Linked DNA regions of Sus scrofa: regions 1, 3 and 4 are each linked to region 2. Evidence: chromatin contacts called from public Hi-C and HiChIP or PLAC-seq data. All regions are on one chromosome and are shown on one strand. The core of a region is the stretch at or near the end of the contact, and the rest is flanking DNA. Distances in the headings are between cores, read along the strand shown.

The links. Hi-C and Micro-C count contacts between places; a contact is called where the count stands out from the background. HiChIP or PLAC-seq counts read pairs in DNA pulled down with a chosen protein or histone mark.
Region 1: an H3K27ac HiChIP or PLAC-seq map of skeletal muscle shows a contact between it and region 2. The contact joins two enhancer-like sites. A contact is called at or near these places in 4 of 47 Hi-C or Micro-C datasets (embryonic fibroblasts, psoas muscle and skeletal muscle) and 2 of 2 datasets of contacts at active chromatin or transcription factors (alveolar macrophages and skeletal muscle).
Region 3: a contact with region 2 is called in an H3K27ac HiChIP or PLAC-seq map of alveolar macrophages. The contact joins two enhancer-like sites. A contact is called at or near these places in 3 of 47 Hi-C or Micro-C datasets (embryonic fibroblasts, retroperitoneal adipose tissue and subcutaneous adipose tissue) and 2 of 2 datasets of contacts at active chromatin or transcription factors (alveolar macrophages and skeletal muscle).
Region 4: a contact with region 2 is called in a Hi-C map of skeletal muscle, with 5 times the contacts expected there. The contact joins two enhancer-like sites. A contact is called at or near these places in 6 of 47 Hi-C or Micro-C datasets (mesenteric adipose tissue, psoas muscle, retroperitoneal adipose tissue and 2 more) and 2 of 2 datasets of contacts at active chromatin or transcription factors (alveolar macrophages and skeletal muscle).

Annotation. Positions count from the first base shown.
Region 1 is chr6:153,504,015-153,506,714 of Sscrofa11.1, forward strand. No RefSeq gene overlaps it. Among named protein-coding and RNA genes, the nearest start is that of JUN, 180 kb to the right of the region's middle. Within about 2 kb of position 1,442, at least 23 of the 83 cell types and tissues checked have an H3K27ac peak or open chromatin away from gene starts, as enhancers often do. A contact at or near this core is called in alveolar macrophages and skeletal muscle, where this site is marked.
Region 2 is chr6:152,830,144-152,832,843 of Sscrofa11.1, forward strand. The region is part of intron 14 of FGGY (FGGY carbohydrate kinase domain-containing protein); the gene reads right to left. Among named protein-coding and RNA genes, the nearest start is that of HOOK1, 120 kb to the left of the region's middle. Within about 2 kb of position 1,393, at least 19 of the 83 cell types and tissues checked have an H3K27ac peak or open chromatin away from gene starts, as enhancers often do. A contact at or near this core is called in alveolar macrophages, retroperitoneal adipose tissue, skeletal muscle and 1 more, where this site is marked.
Region 3 is chr6:153,433,018-153,435,717 of Sscrofa11.1, forward strand. No RefSeq gene overlaps it. Among named protein-coding and RNA genes, the nearest start is that of FGGY, 220 kb to the left of the region's middle. Within about 2 kb of position 1,329, at least 34 of the 83 cell types and tissues checked have an H3K27ac peak or open chromatin away from gene starts, as enhancers often do. A contact at or near this core is called in alveolar macrophages, retroperitoneal adipose tissue, skeletal muscle and 1 more, where this site is marked.
Region 4 is chr6:153,561,095-153,563,794 of Sscrofa11.1, forward strand. No RefSeq gene overlaps it. Among named protein-coding and RNA genes, the nearest start is that of JUN, 120 kb to the right of the region's middle. Within about 2 kb of position 1,332, at least 76 of the 83 cell types and tissues checked have an H3K27ac peak or open chromatin away from gene starts, as enhancers often do. A contact at or near this core is called in alveolar macrophages, retroperitoneal adipose tissue, skeletal muscle and 1 more, where this site is marked.

The DNA of each region.
Region 1 (2,700 bases), core at 192-2,691, 670 kb after region 2:
CACCAGCATTTATGTGTTCAAGGGACAGAAAGCAGGCCAGTGTGGCTAGAACAGAGGAAGCCAAAGATATACATAATAGGAGATGAGGTCAGGAGGATAGAGAAGAGCCAGTTTGTGTGGTTCAGAGAATATAGTTAGTCCTTCATGAAGAAGACTTAAAGGACAGAATGTGGAACAAGGCAGGGGTTTTACCACCATGAGTTAGAAGGGTGGTTTTCCTTGGGGAGTCAGCCTGGAGCAAAGGTAATATCCCCACCGTACCTCATCCCCGACTGTGTGGCCATGGGCAAGTGACTTACCTTCTCTGGACTTCAGCCTCCTTCTATATAAAGAGGAGGTTATACTACTCTTTATATAGAGCTGGAGTGAGGCTAGATACCAAGCACTGGCCCATCCCCATGTCCCTGTTAGAGAGTTAATAGAAAATTCCCCAGGGCTCCGTGGGGCATCCAGCATGCTCTTGAAACTAGTCATTAGAAGGACCTAGGCAATCACTTGCTTAATAAACAGATCACCTGTCCACCCAAACAGCGGCAGTTCTCTCTAAGCAGTACCCCCCAGAGTCTGTACACTTAAAACTAGTGGGTGGGTTCTGCAGTGGAGCTGGTTTAGAGGCAGTCTTTGAATATCCCAAAACAAGATTCCACACTTGGATGTGATTTCTAAAAATAGCCTCATGTTGTCGAGAGTAGTGCTTCTCAAACTTTCTGTGTATGCAAATCACTTGAGATCTGGTTAAAAGGCAGCTTCTGTTTCAGTAGGTCTAGGATGGGGCCTGAGAAACTGCTTTTCTTACAAGTTCCCAGAGGATGCAGGTCCATGGACCACACTTTAAGTAGCAAGGACCTAGAGCCAAGTGTCTTCCACAGCCCCGACAATGTTGAATCTGCCAGAGAAAGCAGCAGCCTGCTTCTAGTAATTTATTATTGAATTCTTTAGACAAAATAAATGTTCATAGAGTGGGTCCTATGCCCTAGGCACTAGGAAGCAAGGAGGATTTCAGTGGGACATGAGGCAGGGATTGCCCTCTCAGAATAGGTATCCTAGTAGCAGATAGCCAAATAAGCGAGTAAATAGGAAAGCCTGAGTGCCAGGCCTGAGTGTCCAGGGTGTTAAGGGAGCATAGAGCTGGAGAGGGTCAGAGAAGACCTTGTGAATGAGGGGACATTTAGGCAGAGAGAGCTAACTCTGAGAAGTCAGGGGTGGGGGTGTTAAGCAAGCAAAGGGAACAGCTTTGCCGAGAGCAAGGCTACCCAGAGAGAGAGAAGCACAACCTTGATTCAAATAGGGTCTGTCTGATCCAAGATTTGCTCTTGCTCGTATCTTCCATGCCACATGAATCAAGTCTTGCAAAAGAGAAGCTGCCACCTGTCCCTCCCCAGCGATGTCAGAACAGCTGGCCCCAGAGTGGAAAGATATCCGGGGAACAGAGGCCAAGGCATCACCTGACAGGCATGGCAATTACGAAATCTGCCTCTGCACCAAACACGTTGCACCATCAACACTGTCCAGGCTTTGCTTCAAGTGTCCTTCCTCCCGAAGACTCGTGACTGGGAAGTGAGATCACCCTCCAATCGCTGCTAAGAATAGCTCTTACTTTTTTTTTTAACCACAATGAACTTTGAAACTAGGGTGGTGGTGGCCAGTCACATCAGCTGGTTATCCCTTGGTTGAAGTTCACCAGAAAGCAAAAGTCCAGTGACCTGGGGGTTCCAGGATTCTATAAGGTGAAAGAAGACAGAAATTCACCTGAAACAAGCACCCTTTACATGGCAGAGAGGATACACACCTTCTTTCAAGTAAGAAGAGGTGGCTCAGAGAAACATGGTATGAAACTCTGAATGCATGTGACTTTGGGCAAGTCACATACCTCCGTCAATCTCAGTTTTCTCCTCCATTTAATTGGGGCTGAACATCTATCTACCTTACCTACCTTACAAACACAACATTCATAAAATACTTAGCTCAGTGACCAGTATATTGTAAGCACTCAGTATGTAAGAAGGAAAGAGATTCAGAAAAGTTAAGTGATTTCTCTAGTTTCCAAAGCAGTTAAGCGTAACTCAAATTTGAAATTAAGTCTCCTTGTGAAGCCCAGGACCTTTCTCCAATTTTCCCTTCTCTCCTTATGTTAGAATTTTACACTTTTCATTTGACTTTGTAGGGCTTCCCATTAGACTGAGCAAATACATTCTCCTGTCCAGTGATATTGGGCTTTATCATGGGCAAAGGAATGATGGGCAAAAGGGGGAAATGACGGCATGGCAGTTCTGGGCTGAAATTTTAAGAGGTATTACCTGTTTCATTACATTTTTGTCTGCTTACTTGCTCATTTACCATGCAAGGAGTAACCAGAGGCTACCTTTCACCCTAGCTCACAGGATGAGACAAATGCAACAGACCCACACCTGACCCACAGCCCCAGTTAAGCTGAAGCTGGAACCCAAGCTACCCAGCCAACCCACAAACCCAAGAGTGAGAAGAAAAAAATTTTTTATTTTATTTTATTTTTATTTTTTGCTTTTTTAGGGTCACCCCCATGGCATATGGAAGTTCCCAGGCTAGGGGTTGAATCAGAGCTATAGGTGCCAGCCTACACAGCCACAGCAACGTGGGATCTGAGCAGTGTCTGTGACCTACGCCACAGCTCAGGACAATGCCAGATCCTTAACCCACTGAGTGAGGCCAGGGATTGAACCC
Region 2 (2,700 bases), core at 143-2,642:
CAAGCTGACACCACCCCCCAGGAGCCCACAGCATCCAACAGTCAAGTGGACACAGGGGTCTCACTGAGAGTCCCTGAACCCACCTTTCCCAACGGGTTCCATTTTGAAATACTGTGTGATTGTATTATTATTAGAGTTAATTAATAATTTTGGGTTATTGCCTTTGAAACCGGAGTCCAGTGCTTCTTAAGTTCAAATGAGACCCTCCAAGGCTGCCATGTGGTGGGGAAAGGGAGGGAGTGACACAGCAAAGAGGAGACACGGCTCAGCTTCTATCTGTTTGATACACTGGCCTTACAAATGGTCCACAACTTTACATTCTGTGAAAACCAGAACCTGATTCTTTCAGTGTAAAGATGAGGAAACTGAGGGCCAAAGAGGTTGACCTCTTGTCCTGGGTTATACATCGAGTTGTTCAGTCACTGAACCAACAAGTGAAGCTGGGGTATGTATCCTTGAAAAAAGAGTAACTGAGACTCACAAGGAACAGTCTGGGGTGGGGCCGGTATGAACACGGAAAGCTGTTTGCAGAGACAGGGCTAAGAGCTAAGTGGGGTTAGCTTGGATTTTACCGGCTAAGGGCTTCCAATCCACATTCCTCCAGTGCAGCACCGTTCCTTTCAGTGGCTGGCTTTTTGGGTAACCAGCCTTCTCAGGCAGCTCAGGGGGAATATGCAATCTCTGCCAACTTCACCTCCATGGTAATACAACACCTGCTCATGCCATACCTGCTACCAGTTACGGATAAGGGAGACTGGGATCCTTCCCGGAAGCTCACCCCCAGGTGGGGTAAGCCGACACTGAAACACCCTAGGGCAGCACTGCAGAGAAGCAGTGGTGAGGGGGTGCGTGTAGACGTGGGCCCACTGTGAGGAGTATCCCAAGGCAGCTTTACAGATGGGTTCCAGTATTATTCCAGTGAGCAGTCCACAGGCTCAAAACATGGCAGGAGTGTATCTTACTAGCTAGCTAACCTTGGGAAAGTACTTAACCTCTTTGTGATTTGGCCTCCTTATCTGTAAAGGCCTCCTTATCTGCAAAGCACAAGACAGATCAGGACCTCATGGGATTTTTGTGAGGATTAAGTGAGTTAATCCATAGTCATACACACAATGACTGCTGACACTTCCTGACTACCCTCTGTTATCGTTTCAGGAGCCCCTTGAAGAGAAGGGTCCCAGTCCCCACCACACCACAATATGCCAGATTCACTAAAGCTAGCGGCTTCCTCATCGTCTAAGCACTTGCTCGAATCTCCGCTTTAGGATTGTCTGTAATTTTCTCCTCCATCGATTTCTGTCTGTAGCCGTTAGTCCGCTTCCTAGGGTGAAAACAACTGCTGTCATCCAGTTATCTGAACCAGCCTGGCCTGTCCGGATCCCTCCTCATCAGAGATGCCGACAGCTGAAAGTGACATGGCCAACTTGGTAGGAGTTTCAGTCTGATCAACTCCATCCAACACCCAGGCTCCTCTGGCCAAAGTGTCAGCTGAGGGGGAGGGGGAGGGGAAGGGAGGTCAATTGTGAGGTGGGGTGAAGCAGTTGCTGGCTTCCCATCTCAGCGGCCTTGTCTCAGAAGGTGCCTTGTCAGTCCCCATGTCCCCAAACATGTAACACTCTACACAAAGGCACTCTGGTGAAACAGGATAACTTCCTAGGGGCATTTAAAGTGTTCCCTTTCAATTTCAGGGAGTCTTCAAAACTGTTGGAGATACATAATAAATCTTTGCTGTTACTCCCAGGCTTGAAATAATTTACAGGCTTTTTTTCTTCAGCAGGAAGCAGTGTTATCATTTAAGAAGCACTTAATGTTGTTCATTTTTTAAAAATGAGACTATTAGCTTATTACATAAAAAAAAAAAAAAAAAGATAGATAAGAGTCAGGGGATGTTGGGCAAAGGATGCTCCCAGGACTCCTGATCCAGTTTATAGCAATCTGTTTCTAGCTGACAATCCCTACTCCCCATCAAGTGTGGCCCTTACATACTAAGCTTTCTATTGTTACTCCCCAGTTGGGATCCTTCCTAGGACTTGAGTGGATATCTTTTTTGCCTGTGTTATTCTTCGGCTTTCATTACCAACTATCTGAAAAGTCCACTTCCTGCTGCTTCTCTGCTCTCCCTAAGTTAGCATTTCCATTTCAAGCCCTCCGTCTTATACAAAACCACACTTCTCTTTCTTGCTTGTAGCTGTTACCAGGGAGCAGCTTATGTAATGGTACTCTCTGGTTTCAGGTTGCTTCATTTTTATTCTTCTAGCCTGACTGTCAGCTCCTTGAAGGTGGGGAACCTGCCCTTGTTTTTCCTCTTGTTCTTTTTTTAAACCTGTAAAACATTAGGCCCTCTCTCCTAAAATCCAATCCTTTGATGTCACCAGTAGAAACAGTGTATTTTCTGTACCAGACAGAAAACAGTGTATTTTTCTGTACCAGACAGAAAAACCTGTATTCAAATATTCAGCTTGAATATTAACAGCCAGTCTGACCTTGGGTACGTTCTTTTAATTTTCTGAGTCTGTTTTCTCATTTGTAAAAATGAAAATAACAAACTTCGAACATAAACTTATTATGAGAACTACATGAGAAACTTTAAATGTTGGTTCTGCAAGGAAATTTCTAAGCGACCAGAGCAATATGAGTTACACATGCAGCTTTCTTGTAATTTGCTTTGAAACAGGAAGAAAATTTGGAAACCTTGAGGAA
Region 3 (2,700 bases), core at 79-2,578, 600 kb after region 2:
GTAAATACCTGCACCTTCTCCCTAAGATGTGCAGAGTATCTTTTATTTTCCCTTTTAGATCTATACTCCAGCTTTCTCCATTTGCTCTGTGCCCAGGAGGTTGGCCCATGGAGATGGCATTAGTGGATTCTTCACCAATCAGGAGCTTCAGAAGGAGAGAGGGAATGAGTTCCTCGTTGTAAGTCCTCTGGACCTGGCCATGACCCTTGCTGCTCCTCTTAAGGTGGTTGGCTCTGCAGGACTCTCACTCCCCTTGTGGCAAATGTTTGGCAACTACTAAGCTCCTGTTTCTCCCTTGTGATTCTTCCACATCTGTAGCTTTGCAGATAAGCCCTCCTCTGAATACACTAAGTGGATGGGCCATTGAGACCCTGACTGGTACACACTGACCCAGCGCAAACTCCAGGGAGCCCTTTGCAGGCACCTACCTGTTACATCACAGTGCTGTCTGTCTGCTTCCTTCTCTGCCCCACCAGATTGCTTCATTTCACTTTGTTTTAAGTTGCCCACCCACATTTAGTGATCAGCCACTGCACCCTGGGCTGTGGTCTAGAATTTGCAGATTCTGGTTAATAGATGATCATTCCCGACCTTGAAGATGCCCTCTCTCTAGTGCCGGAGATAAGGCCTGGGCCCTGTTTGTAGCTCTGCACCCAGGACAAGTTCAGAGTCTGCTCATGTTCAAATCCCAGCTCTAGCACTGACGAGCAGTGTGATCTAAACAAGTTCACCTCTCAGAGCCGCAGTTTCCTCATCCATAAATGGAAATAACAGCAGCTACCTCAGAGAGTGCTTGTAAGGAATAACGAAGCACTCCGTAAGTGTCCTTATTATTATTACAGCAGGTGCTTAGTTAGTACACATTAAATGATGACTGAATTCATTATCTCATTTGAGCTCTACAGCAAACCTTCTTCCATCCTTCCCTGCTATATGAATTCCAAAGAGACAGCAAGGGAATTCTTTTTTCCTATTTCACAGAAGAAGGAATTGGGAGTGAGTGAATGAAGGAAGGAATAGCTAATCCACTCTGGGAGGAAGGATTCCCCACTTCCTCTCAGAGGCTATAGCTCGGCTGTTTGTCTGAAGAGCCTGGAGCCCTGTGCCCGGGAGAAGTGATCCTGGCTTTCTCTCCAGCTTTCCAGCTCTGGGGGACGGTGCCAAGGGCTCACCTCGGTTCAGTTTCTGTCTAACCCAGTCTGGGTGCAGGTACTTCTGGACTTTGTAAACACTGGGCCTCTGGGCTCTGCCCCAGAAGCCCCCAGCTTCCCAGAACTGGTGGCCCCAGTTCCTGTTCAGCTGCTGCTTTTTCTGTAAGGCCCCTGCAAGCCTCACTGCCCCTTCTGGTAAGTGCAGGAGCCAGGAGGGAGGTTCCACTTTCACATTCGCTACCACACCCACAGGAGGGAGATTTCTCAGTGTGGAGGGGAAATTTCCTTTCTCTTTAGGCCTAACCTCAAGCTCGTCATTTTTTTCTGGACGTGCTTAATTTTCTACTGAGGCTCAGGGCTCTCCCCCCTGCCCACAGCCTCCCTAGATCACAACTTGACTCTGCTGCAGAGATAAGAGAGAACTGTCACCCTGCTGAGCCCCTGCCACAGGCCTGTCCTGGGCTCCAGGGTGCTTTCCATGCCTCCTGATGTGCGCCTTCCCTTGCCCCTATTTTACAGACGTGGGGACTGAGGCTCAGGGCGATGGAATGGCTAGTGTTGGAATGTTCATGTGGGACAACCTGCCCCTTAGAACTTTAGAAGCAGTTGGATGTGGCCACAGAAAGGGAGTCCCCAAATGGAATTAATCTTGGCTGCTCTATCATGTGCTCAGCACTGTTACTTTGCTTCCTGTAATCTGCATGTTTATTTGTGTCCATATTTGTCTCTCCTACTTGACCGTCCCTCCTGAAGGGCAGAGAAGGTGACTCACTCCTGTTGTCCCTGGCCCTGGTGGACACCCTAAGGCAGGAAGGATCTTCTGGTCTGAGATGTGAAAGCAAAGCCAGTGTGTCTGGTGGTGGAGAGTTAGTGGAGGGGAAATACAGGGCAAGGCTGGAGAAAAAAGCAAGACCAGATCACAGAGGACCCTGTAGGCCATGGTGAGGGATCTGCGTTTAATTTTAAGGGCAAAAGGAAGCCACTTAAGGCTTTTGAACAGGGTCCTTACATGTTACAACCAAGTAATCTGGCTGTAGTGTGGAGAACAGATTGGAAAGTAACCGTTGAAGCTCAGTGAGGAGCTGTCCCAGGAGATCAGGCATGAAATGGGGGGGGGGGGGTCTCTCCAGGTCAGGGCTTCTCAGACTGGAAGACCCGTTAAAAGTACAGTTTGCTGGCCTCACCCTAGAGTTTCAGATTCAGTAGATCTGGTTGGGGGTGAGGTGATGCTGAGAATTTGTATTTCTACCAAGGTCCCTCGTGATGTAGATGGTACTTGTCCCCGAGGACCGCTGGGGCTTTGGAAAGAGGAAAAAAAGGATGAGTTAAGAGACAGTCTTGGAGTTCCCGTCATGGCGCAGGGGAAATAAATCTGACTAGGAACCATGAGGTTGTGGGTTCAATCCCTGGCTTCACTCAGTGGATTAAGCACCTGGCATTGCCGTGAGCTGTGGTGTAGGTCGCAGGCATAGCTCGGATCCTGCGTTGCTGGGCTGTGGTGTAGGCTGGCAGCTGTAGCTCCAATTGGACCCCTTGTCTGGGAACCTCC
Region 4 (2,700 bases), core at 82-2,581, 730 kb after region 2:
TAGATCTATATTGATCTAGATCTAAATGTCCATTCAATGCAACAGCAAGTCCACACAAGACGCATTTTTTTTTTTTTGGGCCATGCCCAGAGTATGGGAAACTTTCTGGGCTAGGGGTCAAACCCTTGCCACAGCAGTGACTTGAACCAGTGATAAGGCCAGATCCTTAACCACTAGGCCACCAGGGAACTCCCATGAGGCTGTTTTTAGTGTTAATTTCCATTTTACAGATAAGGGGCATGAGGCAGAGAGAACTTAAGTTTCTTACTCAAGCCCACAGCCAACAAGTAGTAAAGCCACGATTTGAGCCAGGGTTTGAGCCCAGGCAGTTGGGCTCCTAAGTCTGTACTTAACAACAACAGCGTACAGACCTTCCCAACATGCAAAAAAGTGTACAGTGTCTGCCTCTGAGAAGCACACTCCCTGGAGAAGAGAGACAGCCCACAAGGGTGTGTAGTCACATGCTACCCGCACCAGGAGAACAAAAGAGGGAGCGTTTGTTCTACTAGGGGAGGAGAGAGAGAATTAAGAAAGCAGCCTGAAGGAGGTGACTTTTATCATTTCCAGAGTTTTCCTTTGTTGAGGTGGGGAAGTTTGAGGTAGCTAAGGCTTAGGGAATATCATCACAGAGCTCCGGAGGCCAGGATACCAGGTATGAACAGTGTGTGACATGGCCTAGTTACTTAACTTCCAGGGGCCTCAGCTTCCTCACCTGTATAATGGGGATAATAACACCTGCCTTGTGAAGCTGTTTGAATACTAAATGAGATCATGTGCTCGCGACCCAGTGTTATTCCAATCTTTATTTACCTCTCATAAAACTATTTCCCTCAGTAAAAAATTTTAATTGAGCCCATTTTTTTTACACCCATGCTCCCAGTTGCATTAGTAATAATAATCCTAAGTGTCATTATTAGTCATTTGTAGTAACAATATAATTAATAATAATGTTAATTGGCATTGATTGAGGGCACTAAATACTTAATATGTATAATCTGTATCTATCTAATCGACTCCACAGAACCTATCTTAGAGATAGGTAGCATTATCCCCATTTTAGAGATGAGAATAATAAGGCTCAGAGAGATGAAGAAATTTACACGAAGGTCTCCTGGATAGGAAGTGGCAGAACTAGTATTCAGACCCGAGTCTGTCTGGCCCGAAAAATGTCCGACAGAGAATGCCCTGGGTTTGGAGTTCACGCCGGCCTTGGCCATGTCCCTCAGCCTCTTTCTCAGAAAGAAAACAAACATTCTAAGCGTTCTGCGTACACGTTGGAACAGGAACGCCCTGGAGAGGCAGGCTGAAGCAGGAAGATCTGTCCTTATTTGGAGGGTGGGGTTGGGGCCGTCCCTCAGCCTTGTCACCCAGCCTGGAGGTCCCGGCCAGAGCCGGACTGGAACTGGCACCGAGGTCGTCTTGGCGGGTCAGCGTGTGCCTTCTCCGGCTTCGGGTGGCTCTGGGCAGCCAGGGGCGACCGGCCCCCCGCAGGGACTGTCTGCCTGCCAGGGAGGCCGCTTGCTGGTGACCCAGCCCGTCCCCACGTGGGTGGCTCCCAGGCAGCAGCGAGTTAATCTGCTATCTGTTGGGAAGGCTTCCAGAACCCTCCTCCCAGCCCGTGTTTGCTCAGGGCTGGGCTCTTCAGAAACTGAAACCAGCGGGGCGCCAGGCCCCGCCAGCTCTCATGGGATCCTGCCTGGGTTTACCTTCTATGGGGAGGCCCGCGAGGGCTGGGCGGAGCGCGGTGTGCAGCCAGGCAGGGCCGGCGACGTGGCGACCGGGATCCCTCCCCTCCTCCCAGGAGTCACCCCGCCCCCACCCCGGGACCTGCTCCAGGCCCGGGGGGAAGCACGTGGGCTAACCAGCCACCAGGGGTGGCTGGAATCCTGGCCCAGCCCTGCACCCTCTGAGACATTGAATGCACCACTAAACCTCAGGAGTTTGGCTTTCTTTCACTATAAAATGGGGGTAAATAATACCTAGCCGCCAGAATCAGTAGCATCTGTACCTTAGTACCTCTGATCCAAAAGAAGGAGTTCCCCTCATGGCTCAGTGGATACGAATCTGACTAGCATCCATGAGAACACAGGTTTGATCCCTGGCCTTAGTGGGTTAAGGATTCTGGGTTGCAGTGAGCTGGGGTGTAGGTAGCAGCGCAGCTCGGATCTGGCGTTGCTGTGACAGTGGCATAGGCTGGCAGCTGTAGCTCAGATTCAACCCCTAGCTTGGGAACCTCCATATGCCATGGGTGCAGCCCTAGAAAGACAAAAAAAAAAACAAAAACAAACAAAAAAACCTCTACATATGGTCACTGTACTGGTGTGCTTATTATCAGTATGGCTGTTGGGTTGGGCAGCCTGCCTTGTGAGGTGGTAAGCTCCCATTACTCAAAGTGTCAAGCACAAGCTGAGTGAGATGGGGACAAAAAAGGAAAAATTAGGACAGAAAGGGACCCGTACTTGCCAGAGCCAGGTACTACTGACTTGGTCATCTCAGAATCACCTGGGAAGCTCACTCCATCTCAGATCCACTGAATCAAAACCCCTGGTGGCAAGTGTTTTAAAAGTACAGCTTTGCTTTCTTTTTAAAACCACTGATCTAGACCAATAATCCCAACATTGTTCCTCTTCAAAAGACCCTTATGTTCTTCCCTCCTACCCCATTGATTGCACAGTGGGAAAGATTTTATTGACCAAACTA